Linked DNA regions of Mus musculus: regions 1, 2, 3, 5, 6 and 7 are each linked to region 4. A link is a contact called in public Hi-C, HiCAR-type and promoter capture Hi-C data. All regions are on one chromosome and are shown on one strand. The core of a region is the stretch at or near the end of the contact, and the rest is flanking DNA. Distances in the headings are between cores, read along the strand shown. Region 1 holds the start of 3110083C13Rik (RIKEN cDNA 3110083C13 gene). Region 2 holds the start of Zdhhc20 (zinc finger, DHHC domain containing 20). Region 3 holds the start of Ints6 (integrator complex subunit 6). Region 4 holds the start of Nupl1 (nucleoporin like 1). Region 5 holds the start of Mrpl57 (mitochondrial ribosomal protein L57). Region 6 holds the start of Sap18 (Sin3-associated polypeptide 18). Region 7 holds the start of Lats2 (large tumor suppressor 2).

The links. Promoter capture Hi-C pulls out the DNA fragments that hold promoters and counts their contacts. A called contact is a pair of places that touch in the nucleus more often than the background predicts. HiCAR-type assays count read pairs that join an accessible place to other places.
Region 1: a promoter capture Hi-C map of liver shows a contact between it and region 4, with 4 times the contacts expected there. The contact joins the promoter of 3110083C13Rik here to the promoter of Nupl1 in region 4. A contact is called at or near these places in 5 of 39 promoter capture datasets (the 3T3-L1 cell line, hippocampal neurons, liver and 1 more), 1 of 484 Hi-C or Micro-C datasets (CD4 T cells) and 1 of 115 datasets of contacts at active chromatin or transcription factors (large pre-B cells).
Region 2: a contact with region 4 is called in a promoter capture Hi-C map of pre-B cells, with 4 times the contacts expected there. The contact joins the promoter of Zdhhc20 here to the promoter of Nupl1 in region 4. A contact is called at or near these places in 2 of 39 promoter capture datasets (liver and pre-B cells) and 1 of 115 datasets of contacts at active chromatin or transcription factors (astrocytes).
Region 3: a Hi-C map of uterus shows a contact between it and region 4, with 5 times the contacts expected there. The contact joins the promoter of Ints6 here to the promoter of Nupl1 in region 4. A contact is called at or near these places in 2 of 39 promoter capture datasets (the C10 cell line and pre-B cells), 2 of 484 Hi-C or Micro-C datasets (CD8 T cells and uterus), 2 of 115 datasets of contacts at active chromatin or transcription factors (astrocytes and thymic regulatory T cells) and 1 of 9 other capture datasets (adipose tissue).
Region 5: a promoter capture Hi-C map of liver shows a contact between it and region 4, with 5 times the contacts expected there. The contact joins the promoter of Mrpl57 here to the promoter of Nupl1 in region 4. A contact is called at or near these places in 5 of 39 promoter capture datasets (cranial neural crest, hippocampal neurons, liver and 1 more), 4 of 115 datasets of contacts at active chromatin or transcription factors (astrocytes, embryonic stem cells and large pre-B cells) and 1 of 9 other capture datasets (adipose tissue).
Region 6: a contact with region 4 is called in a HiCAR-type map of astrocytes, with 5 times the contacts expected there. The contact joins the promoter of Sap18 here to the promoter of Nupl1 in region 4. A contact is called at or near these places in 5 of 39 promoter capture datasets (cranial neural crest, hippocampal neurons, liver and 1 more) and 2 of 115 datasets of contacts at active chromatin or transcription factors (astrocytes and large pre-B cells).
Region 7: a promoter capture Hi-C map of pre-B cells shows a contact between it and region 4, with 4 times the contacts expected there. The contact joins the promoter of Lats2 here to the promoter of Nupl1 in region 4. A contact is called at or near these places in 4 of 39 promoter capture datasets (the C10 cell line, hippocampal neurons, liver and 1 more) and 1 of 115 datasets of contacts at active chromatin or transcription factors (astrocytes).

The regions. Positions count from the first base shown.
Region 1 is chr14:57,997,805-58,000,723 of GRCm38.p6, reverse strand. It overlaps 3110083C13Rik (RIKEN cDNA 3110083C13 gene), which reads right to left and starts at 1,412. Exons shown (of 2, transcript NR_166770.1): 1 at 1,262-1,412. It overlaps Micu2 (mitochondrial calcium uptake 2), which reads left to right and starts at 1,462. Exons shown (of 12, transcript NM_028643.3): 1 at 1,462-1,694. The coding sequence starts at 1,485.
Region 2 is chr14:57,888,983-57,891,975 of GRCm38.p6, reverse strand. Zdhhc20 (zinc finger, DHHC domain containing 20) reads left to right here and starts at 1,640. Exons shown (of 13, transcript NM_029492.5): 1 at 1,640-1,913. The coding sequence starts at 1,796.
Region 3 is chr14:62,759,575-62,762,499 of GRCm38.p6, reverse strand. It overlaps Ints6 (integrator complex subunit 6), which reads left to right and starts at 1,388. Exons shown (of 19, transcript NM_008715.2): 1 at 1,388-1,952; 2 at 2,257-2,334. The coding sequence starts at 1,842. 4931440J10Rik (RIKEN cDNA 4931440J10 gene) reads right to left here and starts at 1,999. Exons shown (of 7, transcript NR_045503.1): 1 at 1,914-1,999.
Region 4 is chr14:60,250,122-60,252,971 of GRCm38.p6, reverse strand. It overlaps Nupl1 (nucleoporin like 1), which reads left to right and starts at 1,493. Exons shown (of 15, transcript NM_170591.2): 1 at 1,493-1,809. The coding sequence starts at 1,703. Gm38641 (a long non-coding RNA gene) reads right to left here and starts at 1,498. Exons shown (of 3, transcript XR_874661.1): 1 at 1,419-1,498.
Region 5 is chr14:57,824,832-57,827,912 of GRCm38.p6, reverse strand. It overlaps Mrpl57 (mitochondrial ribosomal protein L57), which reads right to left and starts at 1,674. Exons shown (of 2, transcript NM_026401.2): 1 at 1,591-1,674; 2 at 1-1,404. The coding sequence starts at 1,396. The coding sequence ends at 1,088. Ska3 (spindle and kinetochore associated complex subunit 3) reads left to right here and starts at 1,750. Exons shown (of 9, transcript NM_198605.3): 1 at 1,750-1,903. The coding sequence starts at 1,801.
Region 6 is chr14:57,796,564-57,799,527 of GRCm38.p6, reverse strand. It overlaps Sap18 (Sin3-associated polypeptide 18), which reads right to left and starts at 1,339. Exons shown (of 4, transcript NM_009119.3): 1 at 1,174-1,339; 2 at 931-1,040. The coding sequence starts at 1,302. Mir3077 (microRNA 3077) reads right to left here and starts at 1,104; the gene lies at 1,041-1,104.
Region 7 is chr14:57,744,668-57,747,863 of GRCm38.p6, reverse strand. It overlaps Lats2 (large tumor suppressor 2), which reads left to right and starts at 1,741. Exons shown (of 8, transcript NM_015771.2): 1 at 1,741-1,974. Gm52140 reads right to left here. Exons shown (of 3, transcript XM_030248241.1): 2 at 1,526-2,569. The coding sequence ends at 1,552.

The DNA of each region.
Region 1 (2,919 bases), core at 163-2,662, 2.3 Mb after region 4:
GGAGATCTGAAGAAAATCATTGTCAGAAGTCTGGATCAGATATTGTTTAACAGAAATGAAAGACCAGGCGCTCGGGAGGAGCAGACAAACAGAGATAGGCCCTTGAAAAGTGTTGGCCAGCTTTGAAAGATTACAAAAAAAAAAAAAAAATCCAAAGAAAAATAATGGCTGTTGCTAAATGCCATGCATAGGGCCTGACAGCACTGACCTGTACATGCAAATGTTGTCAAAATGCTAACGTCCTGTACATTTTACTTCATTCAAACACCAAATTTTAGGGGCTGAGTAGACAGCTCATCAGTTAAGAGTGTTCTCTGCTCTACCAGAGCACCAGAGGTCCATTCTCAGCACCCATATCAGGCTGATCACAACTGCCTCTATCTCCAGCTACAACACCCTCTTCTGGACTCTGGGGGCACCCACCCATATGTGGCATAAATACACAGAGGCATACACATAAAAAATGAGTCTTGATAAATAAATATAAAGGGCATTTAGCTATAAAAAACGGAGATCTGTAAGGGTGAGCATGTACACATATTCTTTCCTTTTTTCCTTTTGACACAGGATTTCACTATGTAGTTATGGGTGGCCTGGAACTCACTGCGCAGACCAGAGGTCAGAAAACAACTTATAGGACTCTCTTCTCTGACTTCTAACTCAGGTAGGCAGGCTTGGCATGAAGTGCCTTTATCCACTGAACCAACTGTCTCAAGTGACTCACTATAATCAGACATGTGACATTTGGGGCAAATATAATATCGTCAATATTTTCAGCCCCTTACCCTAGCCTCTTTGAGGATGAAATTCTACTGTTGCATCAACACCCACAGTGGTTATACCCAGCACCCTCTGCCGCTTACTGTTAGAAGTGTTTCCCTCTCCAGCTCTAAATGTGCCCACTTACGACTGACATAGGCTTTCCCGAGAGAGCTAAAGATGCTATGTTTAAGTCTATCGACTGAAAAACCATGCTAAATCTAATTTGATTCCGCATTTATCATCAACACCCTTCTTAGTCCCTATTCTTAATCTAGTTTGTCCAATATATTCCACCCAGAATCTATTACCCTTCCTTTAGTCTAATTTCATGGGGGGGGGGGGGTAGAGACCAGAAGGGGGCGCTGGATGCCCTGGAGCTGGACTTATCTGTGGCCTTAAGTCTCCGGAATCCAGCTGTGGTGCTCTGGAAGGGCAGCAAGCACCCTTCACCCCTGAGCCATCCCTGCAGCCCCTTCTTGGCCCACAGTGGTGACCTGACCTGTTAGGACAGTTAACCAGCTAACTCATGTCCTTTGCCTTGGAAACTGTCACCGGAGCCGAGGGTCACCTCAAAACCACGCTTGAACGTCGAGGAAGCAGCCACACCTAGCAACACACGCGCAGAGCACGGTGGAGGGTGATGAGCTCTCGCGAGAGCCCAACTCTGTTCTCGGGCAACAGACGGTGAGGGCGGGGCGCGACGCTCGGGCGCTTCCGCAAAGATGGCGGCGGCTGCGGGAAGAAGCGCTTGGCTGGCGGCCTGGGGCGGAAGGCTGCGGCGCGGGCTCGCGGCCGGCCGACGAGCTGTGCCGACTCGCGGCCCTCTCGCAGCGGCTGTGGCCGGGGTAGCCCTGGCAGGCGCAGGAGCGGCATGGCATCACGGCCGCGTGAAAGCAGCCGCGCGCGAGGGCTCCCGAACGGTGTCGGCGCAGGTACGGCTCAGCCCGGCCCCGCCCTCAGGCACCCCTGGGAGGGGGGCGGAGGCACAGGAGACCCTAGGCGCCTGGCACGAGCCTGGAGGGCCTGGGGGGTTCCGGGAGGAGGCGGCGGGAGGCCCCGCCCGGGATGCGTGTGGGCGTGGCTGGGGCACGCCTCTGCCCACCTGGTGGATGGAGAAGGGTCCTTGACGTTTGCGGGGGCTGGGCACCCCTTAGTTAGCCTGCATCGTTAAAGAGTTCCCTGGTCGCTTCTTTGTTGAAAAGGGTGGCGTCGACCTACTGTGTGAGCCACACACCCCCCCAGTCTAGAGAATATCAACTCTAAAAGTTAAACAGCTGATAGTTGCAGATTTTATCAATTCCAATGACAGCTGTTACATAAGTCGAAACCGTAATGTTTTAGTGGACCCCGCCTACGCGGCAAAACAAGTTTTCCTAAACCTGAGCTGTCAGGATGCAAATGTTAAGTACCCTACTTCAAGATGAACCCGGTCTTGTAAAACCTTGGAAAGTTTGAATGTACTCTCTAAGATTTTTATAGAGAGAGGCATTTCAGTGTTTTGGGTTTTAGGGTTTTTAAAATTAAAAGCAGTTTTTTATTTTCCTTATTTGCTAGGTTTCTGTTACCTAGTTCTAGTGGGAAAACTCAAGCATTAAAATACAACAAAAAGAAAAGCATACCTTACAGATTAAAGGTTGGTAACTGTTTGATTATTGAACAGTTTATACAAACATTGACTCCAACCTCACACCACATCAGAGGTGGAAAAAGCTACACAAGCATTATAGACTACTTTTTAATGTTTTCTGTGATTTGTTTTCATTTTATATGTATGAGTGTTTTGCCTGCGTGTATGTGTGTACACTGAATGCAGACCTGATGCCCAAATGCCATAAGCTTGCATTGGGCCCCTAGAACTAGAGTTACAGGTGATCCTAAGGGACCACAAGAGTGCTGGGAACTGAACCTGGGCCCTCTATAAGAGCAGCAAGAGCCCTTAACCACTGAGCCATCTCTCCAGCCCCAACATTTTTGTTCATTCTATGTCAACCAAATTTATTGTTCATTATTGGTTTTTCTGTTTGCATATTCAATTCCATCCTATCCAGAACCTTAGGTTAGTCCCCCTGTGGTATTTACTTTAACATCCAAAACTACTAGTGCCTAGGATAATAAACTCATGTTTTGTTTTGTTTTGTTTTGTTTTTTGCTGGTGTT
Region 2 (2,993 bases), core at 391-2,890, 2.4 Mb after region 4:
TAGTTTTTCTGTCAGTCCTAATTCTGTCAAAACCACCCACCACCCACACACACCTCACTGGGAACTGAACCTATCACCACACATGAGTTTTATGTGGTCTTCCACTGGGCTCCATCCTTAGCCTCCAGATTCCATGTTGTATCTTAATTCTTTGAGACAGTTTTTCTGGGAAAATAGCTGAATTTTACCCACCTTAGTGCCCTAGAGTTGGGTCAATTTTGCCACTAATATGTAGTCAAAAATTTGAAGTCAGAATATGTTTGCTTTTTTTTTTTTTTTTTTTTCTCTAGACAGGGTTTCTCTGTGTAGCTCTGGGTGTCCTGGAACTCACTTTGTAGACCAGGCTGGCCTTGAACTTAGAAATCTACCTGCCTCTCTCTCCCAAGTGCTGGTATTAAAGGTGTGCACTTCTGGGTCCTAATGTCATCTTTAGGGCATGTTGCAATTTTCTTATTGTATACATGTTACTTTAATGTAACAGTAGTGTATGGTGACTAAATATTAATACTCATTTTACTAAGTCTTTATCATACTATAATAGCAGTTACCTTCTTCTTGGAGACTTTAGTAAATAGTCTGTTTTAGCTGACCTCAAACTCACAGAGTTCCACTGTCCTCTTCCTCCTGAGTGTGTGGAATTAAAGGCATGTGCCACTATGCCCAGGGCCAAAACCCAAACCAACCCAAACCAAACTTAAAAACTTTTCATTTGTCCTCAGACAACCCCTGGGCCACACATCCTCATGAGCAGTGGTCCATGCACATCCGCACATAGAATGTAAATAAATGAATGTACTGTGTTTTAAAAGAATGTATGAAATTATTCCTAATGATTGTACATTATGATGTTTCACAGCAAGGCTTCTAGATTCTAAGATTGCAGTCATTACTTAGCAATCTCCAGCTGTAAATATTTGAAAATCCCACTCCAGGAAAGGGCTGTTTCTATATTCTGCTTTCATGGTGTAACCTTAAATGTGGACTCCAAATCAAACTGACCTGTTGTATATGGCTTCCACCTTAAATCTCAGGCTCCTACCAATTCAAACAAAACATGGTGGAGAGAGCGATACGTGGACCAAATTATCCCAGGGGATTCTTCATTGGAGACACATTATAGTCACAGGAGTCTTATATTTAAGTATATATAATATTTTTCTTGCTTGCACGCTTGAGTGATGCACAGCCTTATGTAATAGGGAACCCGACTTGTATGGGTCCTGAAAGACCTAGGGGAAGAGTGTTATACAGAGTGCCACCCAAGGCACACAGGGCAGCTAAGAATTCATTCCTCTCCCCTTGCGCATCCCCATCCCTCTCGTCACCCAGTCCTAGATGGCCTCCTACACATCCTTAGCACTCTCCTCTCTTTTCCACCAAGGCACCCCCAAATCCCATGGGCGGGCCTGAGCAGAAGCCCCGCCCCAACTTCAGGCCCCGCCTCCTTCGGCCGGGTAGCCCCACCCCCTACGGGGATTGCCAGGCGCGGGACTAGGGGCGGAGCGGCAGGATGCGGGGCAGGGGCGGACCCGGTCCAGGCGCCGGGAGGGGCGGAGTTGCAGCGTCGCCCTTCACAGCTCGCAGCGGGATGAGAGGCGGGCCCGGAGGCGGGCCCGAGGGCGGGGTCAGGGGCGGACCCGGGCCAGGCGCAGGGAGGGGCGGAGTTGTGGCGTCGCCCTTCGCCACTGCTTGCGGCGGCGGAGCCTCGGGGGCGGGGAAGCTGGCGACAGGGCCGCTGGGGTCTTGTGGTCCTACAGAATCGTGGGCAGCGGGACCCGGCAGTCAGCAGAGGAACATGGCGCCCTGGACACTCTGGCGCTGCTGCCAACGCGTGGTGGGCTGGGTTCCGGTGCTCTTCATCACCTTTGTGGTCGTCTGGTCCTACTACGCGTACGTGGTGGAGCTGTGCGTGAGTGAGTACGGGAGGCGCGGGCGGCGGGCCGGGCCGCGGGTGGCAGGCCGAGGCCTCGGCGCCGCGTTCTGATTCCGCGGGGCGGCCTGCGCTTCCCCAGCCCGTGGGTTCCACGTCCGAGGGTTCCGGCCCGCGCTTCTCCGGCGGTGGGGGCCCCTGTCCGTGGGTTTCTGCCCACGGCTCGCTGCTCGAGGGGTCCCGAGTTCGGGCCTGCGCGCCGCCCACGCTCCAAGCTTCCGGGTGGCTGCAGTCGCCTTGGGGCTCCCACCCTTCTGTGACGGAATGCTCACAAAGGCCTTTCCTTTTGAACTAGAGAACCCCTTCTGAGACGGCTTGTGAGGTCAGTTTGGCTAAAACACACGCACACACGCACAAAGAAATCTTTTCCTCCCAGATTGTTGCTCCCCAAACTGCGCGAGAAGAAGCGCGTAAGCTGAAAGCAGCCTGGGGGCCTGGGAGGGAGGTGTGTCTCCCGGGTCTGCAGTGTGGGCTCAGCCCCTGGTCTGAGCTGTATTTGACCCTTTTTAATATTCATCTGGGGGTCTCAGTGCTGGATTTACACAAAATGTTGTTTTGAGGCACAAGGAATTGAACAAGAGAGGTGCAAGCTCAATGACTTTTTTTTTTTGCCTGTTTACTTTGTAGGTTTGTATTGCTTATACCTTTAGTTTTAGGGCTTTGGTTTAGTTTTACTTTTGCTATTTTTCTTATTTAATTTTTTTTACCGTATGGTTCTTACCTGATTTCCTGGGATAAAGGAATAGCGTTGCATTATACTTACATGACTTAGCCGATTGGTTCATTGTCATTAACACCCTAGGCCATTACTATGTCAGTGATACTAAATAATTGCCTGTAAGCTTTGAGTGTGCGTTCTATACCTACTGGCTCTTTACTGTGTTCGTCTCCCGTCAGCATTATTAAATAAAACCCTAAGAAAAAGCAGTCCCTTGGTTTCCCAGAAGTGATGTGGTTTTAATTTTCAGACAGAGCCCTCGGTTATCTGAAGGACAGATTTTCTTTGGGGAAAAACATACGGGGTAAATACAAGAATGAAAAAAAAAAAAAATCGGGCTGGTGA
Region 3 (2,925 bases), core at 139-2,638, 2.5 Mb before region 4:
GGTTGTTATTTAATCAGTTAATAGTCTTACTCTCTAATAAACTCATGCCTGTACTATGGTTTATTCCCATAGAACAGTATGCTACTATTTACTGATAATAAGTTAAACAACGTTCTGAGGCTTTTGTTTTTGAAATATTAGGAAAAGCCCAAACAACAAAGCCTGATTTTAAAAAAGCGCCACAAGCATGTCACTACAGATGCCCAGCAGGCCAGAATTTCAGCAGAGAAAATCCGGAAATGCAGGGCCAGTGGGAGAAGCCCTACAAATACCGACTCTTAAAAGGCCTCAATGTTCCGAATTCAACTCATATTTCAGGCAGCGGGTCTTGCAGTTTCCCAACTACATTTGAGAACAATTCTCCGGACTTGCAGGTGCAGACTGAAGACTTAATATGACAGGGGTTGAGAATGTTTTCCGACACAACACTGGCAAAGACTTGAGAGGCGGGTTTCCCAGGAACCTATCTATTCTCTGGGTCACCTGCGCAACGTGGTCATCCCTTTTCACTTTTAAAACGAGGGCAGTGGATTAGGATTTGGAAGGCCCCCCTTTCATTTCTTAATCTAGTCTAGTGCCTTAACACGATTTGAAGAGAGAACTAGGTTGGAGAGGACAGTTGCTTTACTAGTCCACATCTGAGTTCCGCTTCGGGTTTGCAGGGTTGGGTGAGGCACTCCAGGGCTGGCTTCCTTTTCGGTGGATCCTCTGACCGGCTAGAGCCGGAGCCGAAAGACCGGCGGGGATTAATACCAGGTCATAAACAACCTCTCACTTCCCCTCCCCCGCCCCCTCCGGGCCGCCCCAAGGCCCGGCCTGCTGCAGCCGCGTGGGCCTGCGCGCTCCCGTATTCTTCGTCCGTTCACCCTTCTTGGCCCTGCGTTCTCAAATCGCGACGCAGGGCCCTCACCCACAGGTTGGGGGCGGCTTCCACTTCCCTTCTCCCGACCCTGTCACCGCGCACAGCCAAAAGGCCGGCCGCCTTGACACACACGCCTAGGGCCGCTGCCCGCCCTCCGCGCGCCGACGCAGTCCCCGCCCCAACCCGCGGTGCTTCCGCGGCCTGTCCCCGCCCCTTCCCGAAGCCCGCCTCCCGGCTGCGGGCTTCGGGCCGCCCGCCGCCCCTTGCGCGCTGGCTCTAGCGTGCACCCGCTGCCCCGCCTCCGCGCGTGCTCAATAACTGTCCTCTCGGTCGGCCTGCAGGCTTCCCCCGCCCCTGAGCTGTTTGAATATGCTAATGAGGCTGTAAGGACCAGCCAATAGGGCAGTGGGCCTGTGGATCACATGACCCGAGTACGTGTCAGGGGCGGAGCCTACGTAGCCCCTGCCCGAGTTAAAACCGGAGTGTGAGAGAGAAAAGCGCTTCAGTAGCGAGAGGGGCTGAGAAAGTGGTGACACCGCTGGGGTGCGGAGGGAGTCTCTCAAACTTCTCTCAACAGCCCCAGGGCCAATCTCCCCTCAGCCCACTCCCCTCTTCGCCAGATCCCTGGTCCCCACTCCCTGCACTGGGGGTGGGGTGGGGAACTGGGCCCGTCTCCCGCGGGGACACACACAGGGTCCGGGAGTGGGGACGGGACCCCCAGGCCGGGGGGGACGGACGGACAGACGGCCGCGCGGCCGCCCCAGCGGGCAGGCAGGCCGGAGGCGGGGGTACGGCCGGGAGGACCTGGGCTGGGGAGTTTCCTCTCAACTATCGGGGGAGAAACTCCCCATAGCTGGTGTTTTCCTCCCGGGGGCCGCGTTCCCCGCCCCGCGTATCGGCGGTTGCCGCCGCCGCCGCCGGTGCTTCCACCTCTGCCATCTCTTCACCACCTCGGGCCCCGGTGTCCCCGGCCAGCACTATGCCCATCTTACTGTTCCTGATAGACACGTCTGCCTCTATGAACCAGCGCAGCCATCTGGGCACCACCTACCTGGACACGGCCAAAGGCGCGGTAGAGACCTTCATGAAGGTACCGACTAACCCAGCCCCGGTGGTGACCCGGACCCGGTGGCCCGCGGGGGGCAGGGCGGGGGGCAGCGGGTTTACTGCGGGCTCCGCGGGCGCGGGGACCCCTCCCCCACCGCGCGGGCGGGCGGGCGCTGGGAGCGGGCTCTGCTGGGCCTGGCCCATGTGGGGCTGCTGTGGGTGCGGGGGGCGGCGGAGGGACGGCCCTGCGTGTGCGGTACTGTGGGGGCGGCCAGCGACCCTTCTGCGACTGGTAACCTCGCCTCTGTGTTTCCCTCTCTCCCGCCCGTCCCCACCCTGGCCCGCAGCTCCGTGCCCGGGACCCTGCCAGCAGAGGAGACAGGTATATGCTGGTCACTTTCGAAGAGCCGCCCTATGCTATCAAGGTAACAGCCCTCGCCCTCCCCCTCCCTTCCCTGATCCTGCCTAGCTCGCCCTCCCCGCCCCCTCTTCATTATGCTCCCCTCCCCCACGGCCGCTCCCGCCTCCAGGTCCCTTCCCCGCGGCCTCCCACCCCTCCCCAGCCCGGGAGCGTCAGCGAGGTGGCAGTTTCTGGCCCACCGCCGTCCCCTCCGGGTCCTGCTCGGCCTGGCGGCGGAGGCGCTACGATCAACATGGCCGACATTTCCCCTCCGCGGCGTGAGCGGCAGCAATGAACTGTGGGGGATATTTATTCAAGTTAGCCCGAGTGACAGCGGGGCCCAGCCTTGCCTAGCCCGGGTTTGCATTAAAAGGGAATCAGCCAAAGCTGGCAGGGAAGCCTGGAGGGGGGCTTCGAGACTTGGTCATCACAGAGTGGAACTAGGAAGGCCACCGATCGGTGGGACAGCTGTGGTCAACTTAAGAAGTCCTGCTGCCATCTGCCTCCCACTAGCACCGTCGCAACACCCGTCCCTTGCACACAATTTGGAGGATGTTATGTTAGCAAATTTCCCAGTGAAGTTATTAAAGTATTAAGACGGTTGTTAACTTAACAA
Region 4 (2,850 bases), core at 244-2,743:
AAATCTGGGTTCCTCTTAGGTTTTTTGTTTTTGTTTTTTTTTTTCCAGTTAAAAGGAAAGTTTACTGGGACATTCATGCCACTACTGCACCAATAAAGATATCTTGCCAGGTTACTCCTTATTGTAGTTTGCATGGCTCATGGCTGACATGACATCATGTGCCAAACACACCTTTTGACGTCATCTAACTTTTGTGACCTGCCAAAGGGAAATGGCGAGGAACAGAGTTTTCATCACTATGAGTATTTGGGGGAGAGGACAGGGCTCTACAATGAATCTGGAGGGTGTTCCGGTTCAGCCAACTGCAGGTAGCAATGCTCAAGGTCAACACAAAACAAGTGCTGAATTGTGGGGGAGCTGTGAGAAAAGAAGTGCCAAGGATTTGTCATATAAAGGGCACTGAGGGCCAGACTCAGAGACCGTTGGGCTTTTGTTCGAATCACTACCATGGGGAGGATTGTGCTTTAGCATAAATCTGAGGGGTCTGATGATGGGATCAATTTCATCGAACAAAACTTGGCAGCTGGTCAACGCACTTGCAGGAATAGTATGCCAATTCCTGCCAGAGAATTAAAGAACCATGATATGATGGCAGTGTCCCCAGACCACCGCTAAGAAGCATTTCTTGGTGCCCACGTTGCTCCGGGTGCCCGTACATTCTAATTTACATCCCTCTGGGTTTTTTTTTTTTTTCAGATTTATTTATTTTATGTATGAGTGCACTGTAGCTGTCTTCAGACACACCAGAAGAGGACATCAGATCCCTTTACAGATGGTTGTGAGCCACCATGTGGTTGCTAGGAAATTGAACTCAGGATCTCTGGAAGAGCAGTCGGTGCTGAGCCAGCTCTCCAGCCAGATCGCTCATCCCTGTCCTTACACTTTCCAATTCGCAGTTCCTCTCGTAAATACCCCAAGTTATGGGAAAGCCACATAGCCAGGAAGCAGTCTTCAGGGAAGGTCCCCAAGAACGGCACCCATCCCATTCACCGTCCACTAGGATTTGGGGCACAGTGTCCTGACCTCAGACTCGGAGGCAGAGGAGCCTGGCAGTGTCACGCCGCCCCGCTGAACCCTCCGTGCAGGAAGCACAAGCGTGCAGTACCATGGGGTGCTGACCGGAAGCGTGTGCGACTTAAAACCCGTACATTTCTGGACCCTCAAAAGGTAGACACCCTCTTTTTTTCTCGGGTGCAGCGACACCCAAATGAAACTCAGACGTCCCCTTGGAGGAATGTGAGGTGACGACCAAGGTCTTCTCCAACTCTAGAACTCTACGCATGGCTTTTGACAGGAGGCCGGACCGAAGCCGCACTCCAGGGCCTTCATTCAGGAAGTAAAGCACGAAATCCCGCGAGACTCTCCGGGCACTTCAGGGGCTTAGCGCTTTAAGCGAGTAGGCGGGGCGCCCACCTTACCTCATCCGCCCGGCCTCACACGAGTACCGCTTCCACTCCGATCCCAGGGTTCCCTGCGCGGCGGGCGCGCTTCTAGTGCGTTCGGCGCGCGGGCGGTGTCGCGCATGCGTTCGCCTGTGGCTCCGCCCACTCCGCCCTCGCCTTGCCGCACCGCCGCTTGGGGTTGTTTCCCACCCGGTACCCGCTGGGCACCAGCTATGTGGCACGTCCCTCTTCGGCAGTGAAGGGACAGAAGCGTCCTAGGCCTCTCCACCCTAGCTGACGCCTTCGCGCCAAGGGCCGCCATGGCCACGGGGTTCTCCTTCGGGTCTGGGACCCTCGGCTCCACCACTGTGGCCCCCGGCGGGACCGGAGCGGGCAGCGGCTTCTCCTTCGGGACCGTCGCGTCTAGGTAATGGTGCCGCCTAGCAGGGGACCCTGGTGCTTCCCCGCGGAGGTCTGCACATCGAGGCCTGCCTTCAGGCTGCTAGGCTTCCCTACGAGCCGCGCAGTGGGCTGTGGACCCCTGCCGCCGAGGCTCTGCAGTCCCCGGTCGCGCCGCGACGACGCGGAGTGGGCCCGACTGCGGGAAGCGGCCTGGAGTCGCGGCTACGCCTACGCGACCCCTCGGGTTCAGGGATAGAATGAGTGTTGAATGAATGACAGCTTGTTGCTGGCTTTTAGGAACAGAAAAATAGGTAGGATGTAAGTTAAAAAAAATATCCCCGGGTGGTTTAGATTTCGGTTTTGAACGTTACGATGCATTGGATTTATGATTTTTTGTTTGTTTCAAGCCTTTGTGCCACAGGACCCCCTTCTGTCTTTTTAACATTTTTATGGCATGTATTGTATCATAGTTATTTTGTGCCCTATACAGATTAGCATAGCATCGCAAAGCATTTTGTGTTATAACCATCCACCACATGATCTTTTCCGTTCACTGCAAGCTTAAGTGGTATATTCTTCAGTTTGTGTAATAGATTCCGGTAGTGACAGATGAGTAGCTAGGGATTCCAAAAAGCTATTTCACTGAAAGCATTAATCACTCAGACTCGGCCTTTGGTAAAGAGTTGATCAAATGAGGAAATGTGTACTCGAAGGACAGGTATCTCCCGAGGCATAACAAGACCTATAGGCTTAATGTCTCAAAGAAAGCTCGCTCTCTCTCTCTCTCTCTCTCTCTCTCTCTCTCTCTTAACAGCCCCCGTTAGATACAGCAAATCCAAAATAACAGTACAATCAGACTGCCCCAGTTAAGTCCCATTTTTGCATATGCTTTCTTAATCTTCACTACCTATGTTGTCGAGACACAGGCGACGGTGTGCTCTGCTGTCTCTTTTAACTTTCACCTTGTTTTCTTGTGTCATCGATTAACTGGCTTTAGGTTTGTCGTTTTTAATGGTGTATCTTACTTAGTTCTTTTTTTTTTAAAGATTTTAATTATTTTTATTTA
Region 5 (3,081 bases), core at 425-2,924, 2.4 Mb after region 4:
ATATAGACGAGCTCAAAAAACCAAACAAACAGAAATTTTCCTGTTAACAGTTCTAGTAAACATCTTTACTTCACACGTCCACTCACAGAATCCAAATTCTAAAAGAAAACACTCTTCTTTTGGGAAATGGTCTCATCTATCTCAGGCTGGCCTCAAATTTGCATGGAAGTTGACCTAACACTTCAGATCCTACTTCCACTTACAGAATGCTGTGAAATCAAAGGCAGGCTCTATTCTAGAGCAGTGGTTCTCAACCTCCCTTACACTCTTTAATACAGTTCCTCATGTTGTGGTGACTCCAACCATAACATTATTTTCATTGTTACTTCACAACTGTAATTTTGCTGTTATCATAATACAAATCTCTGATACTCAGCCTCATGAAAGGGTTCTGCAACCACCACAAGGGGTCATGCCCAACAGGTTGAGAATGGCTATCCTAGACAGAAAGTAAGAAAACACCCCTTGTACAACAAAGCTCTAGCCAAGTACCTCAGCCTTAAGACTCATCAGTTTGTAGTTTTACAGCATTTAAATCTAAAAGGTGCAAGGTATGGTGGCACTTGCCTTTAGTCACAGCACTTGGGAGGCAGAGGCCAGTAGATCTCGGAGGTCAAGGCCAGCCTAGCCTATACAGCAAGTTCTATGGCTATATAGTGAGACAAACAAAAAAAAAAAAAACCCCACATTTTACAGAAGGGCAGGGAACCATGCCTGTAATTCCAGTAGCTAGGCACAGGGAGGGCTGCTGCAAGCTTTAGGCCAGAAAAAATAAAAAACAACCCTGAAAATAGACCGATTATGCACATATGGAGCCTCAAACAGTCTCTTTTGGCCTTCTGAGTCTAGGTCTTACTAACTACATCAGCAAAGATTTTCCTGCCTCCACCTCTTAATGTTGGGATTACAGGTGTGAAACAAACGCCTAGGTAGGGTCCCAAGTATTCCGTATGAGACAACTATTAATCAATCATGTTTGCTTTAATAAGATACTGGTCGAAGGGGTCACACTGGTACATAAATTACATTTTCTCAGCTCCAGGACCAAGTAAGGATAGAGCAGTCCGGTATCCATAATCTTGAAGGGTTAGGACCATTTCTTCGAGATGTTGAGATGGTCTAGCTGGTCTGCAATGTATCTATGCTTAGGGAACTTGGAAGTGGCCGCTGCCTTGATGGCTTCAAAAGCCTGGGCCCGTCGCTCCGCGGCGTGGCCGCACTCCTGCTCTGCTGTCATGTAGGGCATGCTGAGCCAGTAGTGGTTCTCGGCCTCCACCTCCAGGCGACGGATCATGCTCTCCTTCGCTTGGAAAGACACGGTACGCGGCCGCCGGTGCTTCCCGATCCACTGCCTGCCCGGAATGCGGCCGCGGAGGAGGACAGCGGTGAGGAACATGGTGCCTCCTGAGGAAATGACACGAAAGCCGCGGTCGCTGAGCCCCGGACCCGGGAAGCGAGCAACCGGCGTGCCAAGCTTGCGCCCACATCCCGCGGCCGAATCCAGAGCACGCTCGGCCTCTCGCCGGAAGTGAGTGGCCGGGAGCCGACTACACTGCAGGATATGGGGGTGGGGGCTCCCCGAAAACCCACCTCGCGTACCAACCGGCCCGGGACACGCTCCCCTCGGCGCTCCGCGTCCCCCGACCGATGCGGCGGCGCGCTGCTTCCGGTCTCTCTGGGGCCCTGATGCTAGAGTTCCGCTCTCGCGAGAGACGCCTTCTGCGCCTGCGCAGGATTCAAATGTGTAGCGCGTTCGTTCGAGGGGACTGGAGGTCAGCAGTCGGCTCGGCGGCCCTCAGCATGAACCCCATCCAGAGTTTCCACTGTAAGCTGCGGGGTCTGGCCACCACGCTGGACAGCGAGACGGCCCGGCTGCTGAGAGCGCTGGACGGCGAGGACAGCGGTGAGTGGGCGCGGGCGGGAGAGTGCGGTTCTCAGCGGGCGGTGTCGTCCAAGGGGCGTAGCTGATCTGTGATGGAAACTGTGCGGACAAATTCTCCTTGTGGCCGCAGGCGAGCGGGTGGTTGGGTGTTTGTTAACAACATCCAGTGGCAACTGTATTAAGACGCACTAAAACCCTGTTTTCTGTACGTGTAAAGTCATTTCGTCTCACTCGAATGGGCCCCTATTGAAGCAAGCATCTGCATTTTCTCCACTAACACTCTATTTGAAGTACAAATACTCGGCACTGCTGTTTTTTTGTTTGTTTTAAGATTTGTTTATATATGTATATGAATGCTCTATTTGCGTGGATGCAGGCACGACAGAAAAGGGCAGCAGATCCCATTATACATGGTCGTGAGCCACCTTGTAGTTGCTGGGAATTGAACTTAGGACCTCCAGAATTGGAGCCAGTATTCTTAGCCACTGAGCCATCTCTCCCGCCTCTTGTTTTATTTTTTAATAATAAAATTAAACATCATTTCTAACTTGTACTAGAGATTTTTTTCTTTTTTCTTTTTTCTTTTTTTTTTTTTTCGAGACAGGGTTTCTCTGTGTAGCCCTGGCTGTCCTGGACCTCACTTTGTAGACCAGGCTGGCCTCGAACTCGGAAATCCGCCTGCCTCTGCCTCCCGAGTGCTGGGATTAAAGGTGTGCGCCACCAAGCCCAGCCTGAGATTTTTTTAAAAAGTTGCAAGGTCACGGAGTGGCGTCCGCCATGAATCCCAACACTCAAGAAGCTGAAGGAGGTAGATTTTTGCGAGTTCCAGGCTAGCACCTGACCAATCAACCAGGCTTAGTGAGACCCTGTCCAAAAAAAAAAAAAAAAAGAAAGAAAGAAAAAAAAGAAAAAAAATCGATGCAAAAGTAGTTCAGATTTTGAGATTATCATAAAATGTCATAAATGTAATCTGTCTCGCACCCAGTAGGTCGAATGTAGTGGCACTTGCCTTTAATCCCAGCACTCTAGAAGGCATAGGCTGGCAGATCTCTGAGTTTGAGGCCAGCTTGATCTACAAATCGAGTTCCAGGACATCCAGGGATATACAGGAAACCCCTGTTTTGAAAAACAGAAACAAAGCAAAAATTGCACCCCGTAGACACAGATTCCTCTTACTTATAACTAACTCTCCATTTGGA
Region 6 (2,964 bases), core at 90-2,589, 2.5 Mb after region 4:
CCCTAGCAGAAGAAGGGTAAGCTTTATAGCAGAAAGTCTCAAGAGCATATGCTGAAAGGTGTGTACAGTAAACACTACATTTTTAAAGTGAAAAACTTGATTATTCCAAGATTTTGATATCCATGTGGTTCTGGAACAATCTCTACAGATAACAGAGAGATAACCCTCTTTAGAAAGCTGGGCTCACGGAATAGAAAAGCAGCACTTAAGCAAAGTCCGGGCAAGCTGGAAAATTCATTTGTTGGGGGACACGGAATTTTAGTATGTGGAGAGTGGCTTAAATTCAGCCGCTACTCAGTAGTTTTCCCTTATAAATTCAATCACTAGCTCGTGTTTTGGATGGGGGTGGGGGGATGGGGGGTTGTTTGTCTGTTTTCCCGAGAAAGGGACTCTTTTGTGGTGTATCTTACCACCGCAACAAAAATGTATTAAAATTCGCCTTTGCTGCTTTTCCAAAGCTATTACAGTGTCAACCTGACACAATCCAAAGGACAAGCCTGTAACGGTCCTAGCTGCGTGGGTCCTGAGCAAGGCAGGTACTCGGAGATGAAACACTTGGGACAGCCGTCCTCACCGTGCAAACACCAAACGCTTTGACACCAAGGGCCGGGGCAGAAAGGGCTCGGTGTTGATGGTGCTTTTTAATATCTTGGTGCTGCGTGGCTCGAGGCTTCCCATTGCCTCCACTCTGCGAACACGGTTCACTCAACAGCCATCTCCCTCCCCGTCCTCTACCATCTTATCCTACCGCACCGTAAGCTACCTACGTATCCTTTTGTACCGGGCGGCCACACGGCGAGAGCGACGCCGGTCAGTTCACTCTGACCTAACGTTTCATCCCCACTCCCGAAAGGCGTCACACGGCGGGCGAGCCCGCCCTGGCTGTCCCCGAGGACGCAGCCCGCCAGGCCCGGGTCCCGCGCGGCTCACCAGGTGTAGATCTGCAGCTCGCTCGAAGGCACGTTCCCGCGGGAGAACTCGTCCATTCGGTGGTGGCGGCCGTTGTTGGTGGTGAAGACCCGCAGCAGGAGCGGGCAGGTCTGCGGAGAAGCAGGGAGTCAGCCTCGGGCGCGCCATTTGGCCTGCCCGCCCACCCGTCCGCAGGCCGCGCCCGCCCTCCCGCCAGCTCGCCGCTGCTGCCACCTCTGCCCCGCAGCCGCCCGCAACCCGCACCTTCTCGCGGTCGATCGGCTTCTCCGGCTCCTTCTTAATTTCCTCCTGGGTAACGCGCGACTCCACCGCCATCTTCCTCCTTCGGCCCGGGAGACGCTCGCCCTGACCTCCGACCCCTGCGGCGAGCATGAGCTAGTCGTCTCTCGCGAGGAAAGGCACGAGGTTTTATAGGAAACGAGTGGCAAGGCGGGGCATCGCATGGCGCAGGCGTATTTCCGTATGTGTGGGTGCACACGCACGCACGCGCGCGCGTACGTGTTGCCTTGGGGAGAGGGGTGGGGCACACGCATGCGCAGTGCTCTACAGGCGTCTTGATCGTTCTTAGTTGTTTTCTTACGTGCTCACTGCCCAGGTCAGCTTAACGTAATATTTTCATGCGTAGTGATGAAAATGTGTAGCGATCACGAAAAACTTAAGAAAATTCACATGACATGTAAAAATATGAACCAGGTAGTCATAGTGATGATAAACCGACTGAACTGGTTAATATGGACCCCCAGTGCAGAAAGGTACTGCAAGGCCAGCGAAATGATACCTTTTCTGTAGATGATGGGGTAAAGCTGTCTGTTTAGGGGCTATGAATGAAATAGGCTCTTTTTATGTCACGCAAAATTCAAGAGAGGCAAATCCAGCGGCATGGTGATGCATACCTTCACCTGGTCTTCAGAGTGTCAGGACAGTCAGGGCTATGTGGAGAGAGCCTGTTTCAAAACAAAAACTACAAAAGTATCAGTGAGAAAGACTGATTGAAAAAACCTTCATGCCGGCCAGTGGTGGCGCACTCCTTTAATCCCAGTACTTGGGAGGCAGAGGCAGGCTGACTTCTGCATTTGAGGCCAGCCTGGTCTACAGAGTGAGTTCCAGGACAGTCAGGGCTACACAGAGAAACCCTGTCTCAGAAAAAGAAAGAAAGAAAGAAAGAAAGAAAGAAAGAAAGAAAGAAAGAGAGAGAGAGAGAGAGAGAGAGAGAGAGAGAGAAAGAAGGAAAGATAGAAAGGAAGGAAGGAAGGAAGAAAGAAACCTTCACAATATGCTATAGATACTAAAACATAAACCCCATAGCTCCATTTTAAAGCAGTTGCTTTAAAAATGAAATCTAGACAGTAAGCATGTAAGGTTCGGAATGTCACTGCTAACCCAGAGAGTTCGTTAAAGATCTGGTGACTGCTTTTAATAGATTGCTTTACAAACAAATCGGATGTAGTATATCTGCAAAAATTAGACACTGCCAGTAGCAGCTGTTGGCCTTGGCACTTCTGAACTCCGGTGAGAAGGCAAGCTGGCACACACTTTGGATTCTTTAGGGTTCCTTGCTAGTCATCCTCTAGTCCTTACAACCCCTTCTTGCTGATAGACTCTAGAGAAAATCTTTGCTAGGAGTATATCCAGAGACATTATGAGAATGCTCTTCACTTGAGGTTCTTACAGAGGACCAGGCTACAATTCAAAACACCTGTAACTCCAGTTCCAGAGGCTCTGATGTCCTCTTCTGGCTTCCTTTGGGCACTGCATGCATGTGGTGCACAGACATGAAAACAGTCAAAACACCCATACACACAGCATAAAAATAAACAGATTTAAGAGGATGTAGAATGCTCATAACTTCAGACAGAAGCTGCTCCTGTAGCGAGGACAAGCCAGGCCTTACTAAATCCTCTATCTAGGACCTCCTTCCCTAAACTGCTGTGCTCCTAGTCGTTAACAGACCCAAGGCAGGGTGGGACAACACAACTTGCTAAATCTCTGCCTAAATTCCTGTCTTGTACCTTCACTATCTGCTAAATTCAGAGG
Region 7 (3,196 bases), core at 492-2,991, 2.5 Mb after region 4:
CATTTGTCCTTTGGCAGAAATAAAGCCGGCCTCTTTACTTAGCTTCTCTCTCTCTGCTCCTGCTGTCCAGCTGTCCTTGGCTTTTCACTATTATAAATAGTGCTGTTGCAAAGAGTTCTTGCTTATTTGTTTGTTTCGTTGTTTTTGGACAGGGTTTCTCTGTGTAGCCCTGGCTGTCCTAGAATTAACTCAGTAGACCAGGCTGGCCTCGAACTCTGAGGTCAGCCAGCCTCTGCCTCCTCAGTACTGGGATTAAAGACATGCGCCACCACTGTTTGACAAAAAGAAAGTTATTTTTGTTCTTTTAAAAAAAAGATTTATTTTTATTTATGTGTGTGTCTGTGCTAAGCATATGCACATGTGTGTGTGCATTTACCCACAGAACAAGGCATTGGATCCCTTGGCACTGGTGTCTCTGTCTCTCTGTCTCTCTCTCCCTTCCTCCATCCCTCCCTCCCTCTGCACCCCTACTTTCCCCCTCTACCGGGTTTCTCTGTGTAGCCATGGTTGTCCCGGAATTCTCTCTGTAACCAGATTGACCTTGAACTCAGAGATCACCTGCTTTCCTGAGAGCTGGGATTATAGGTGTGCATCACTAACCGGCTTCCCTAACATTTCTTAGAGCAAGAGATAGGAACTTTTAACACACAGTGAAGGTTGCCAGTGCGCTTGGGGAGATGGGGGAGGAAGTTCCCAGGTGAGTGCTAGACTCCTCTTTTACAGAATATTACTTGATGCATTGGTTTCTCATCACGGTGCAAGATGTCAGTGTAGCACACAGGGTCAGGCTGACTAAAGAAAATGAGGCTAATCTGCAAGAGGCTTAATTATTAAAGTTCAAAGGACAAAGAAATGAGAATCTCTGGAAGAAGCCTTAAGGGAATTAGAGAGGTGGGGGTGGGGGTGGGGGTGGGGGTGGTGGTGGTGAGGGGCAGTCCAGGACTAAAGTCTGTTGAGGCAGTTAAAACAGTCCTGACAAGGGTTCTTCTGACAAGACAGCCTGAATTTGGCACAGGAGAGGGGGCTCGACTTCCTTCCCGAGGACAAAAATAAAAACTGGTACAAATGATCTTCACTCTTGTGAATTTCTTCCGGAATTGAAACTTCAAATGTCACGTTTGCTAATTAAAGAGGAAGTCTGGTTGACTTTTAAGACTATTAGTCCCCACCATCACTTACCACAGATCGTAAGTTGGTGGGGAGTGTGACGTTAGACAGCCAATAGTAAACGAAAGACTTTGCTTCCACGCTGTTATTTCTCAGCGTCTGTCCCTGGACCAAATCCCCAAATGGAGGATAAAGGAGTGGCCGAAGTGTAAACGCCAGTCTCCTCGGCTGGTTCGTGCAATACTGATGTGTTTTATAAAACCATAAGGCACTTTCCTAAAACGTGCCCAGGGAGGGAGCTGGTTAGCCTGCGTCCGGTTAAGCCCAGGCTGTCAGGCGTCCCGGTTTATTATTTGATGCCCGGGTCTCAGCAGCCGGCTGCACTTTCCGTGGCTGGCACCGGGGCCTGTGAACTTACTTTTCTCACCCACTGGTACGAGGCGTTTAGGGAAACCGGCGCTCCCGGGCTGGGGGCTTCCGACGCGAGCCCAGCGCAGGGCAGGTGGCCGCCCAGCCAGGCGGCGCAGGAAGCGGCCCGTGGGGCGGAGCGGGCGGCGGGTAGCAAGGCCGCGGGCGCCCCGCCCGGGCTGGTATGCGGCCGGGAGTGACGCGGGAGGAGGGGTCACGTGACGCCCGTGGAATGCCAACAATGTAGCGAATGTCCCGCTCGGGTCTGCGCTTCGGAACCGCGGCGTGAGCGCCCCGGGAAGATGGAGCCGCCGCCGCCAGCGCCGCCGCCGCTTCCCCGGGCTCCCCCGACCCTCCGGGGTCAGCAACCACTGCCGCCACCGGCGCCCGGTCTCCCGGCGCGCGAGGTCCCGGAGCCGCGGGCCAGGACGCCGCCGAGGGTGTAGAGCGCTCCCGGAGGTGAGGGGCCGCGGCCGGGAAGTTTGTCGGGACAGGGCTCCGCCCGGTCCCACGGGCGAGCTGCCCTGCGGGACAGGGACAACCCGTCCGCTGGGTCCCGGGCGGGTGCGGAGCAGCGGGTGGCGGCGGCGGGGCGGCTTTGTTGTGCTCGCGCGGCGGCGTCCGGAGGCCCAGACCCCGCGTCCCGCGGCGCCGACCCCGCCCAGCCTGGGCCTCCGTGCGCCGCGCCGTCCACCACGCGCGCTCGCGGCCTTGCGCGCTGCACCTCTGGCCCTCGGCGGCGCGGTGCCCGCCCGGTGTCCGGTGTCCCGTCCCCGGCTGCGCCGTCCGGCGGTCGGTGCGGGGCGGTTGCGTAACGTCTCTTTTGAGCCGACTTCTCCCGGGCCGGCCTCCGCCGCGACTCCACGGCCTGAGTCCGTAGCGCTGGTCACGCACGAGCCTCGCCTGCGTGGCCCGGGTCTCGCCCGGGCGACTTCGGCCACCAGCGGCGTGCAGGAGGCGGCCGGGTGAAAACTTATGCCTGTGAGTGTGAGCGGGAGAGAACTGGACGTGCAGATTTTGTTGACAAAAAAGTTTGAGCGAGGACTTTTCACGCCTTTAAATTTCCCCTGCTTGCCCGTAATGTAGCCGCTTATTAGGGAATTTGTACCAAGTCTTGCTCCATATTTTTAGTTTAACCCCAGGTTAGGTCAGTAAATGATGCTCACCAGTTTTGAGTGCTAAATCTGGAGACAAGGCTACTTTTTGTGATTTTTCTTTTCTCCCCTTTTAGCAACTGTTGTAATAAGGCGCTAACAAAAAAAAAAAAATCTTCCAGCATAGGAATGCAGACGCTGCTTAGAAAGCCTGTTTTTAACTTAACTATAGTTAACAATACATTACAGTATTCAGCCTCTCGTAAAATTTTGGTTATCCAGGTATAGAAAACGCTGTTGAACGAATTCACCATGGTTCCTTTGAAATTGCTTAACTTTTACCACACTTCAAAATGTCAGCTTCATATGGTACCAACAGAGGCTGCTATACAGAATTACAGAATCCGAAGTTTTGAACTGAGAGTTTTTCAGCTTCGCCATCTAGTTGGAATAGTATAAATGTAAATTGGAGCTGTGGGTTATTTCTTTCCTTCGAGAAATCACGGCCTTGGTGGGAGGGACTTTCAGTGGTGGGAGGGACTTTCAATGATGGGCGGGGAACACGTTTACAATAAAATGCCTTGTTA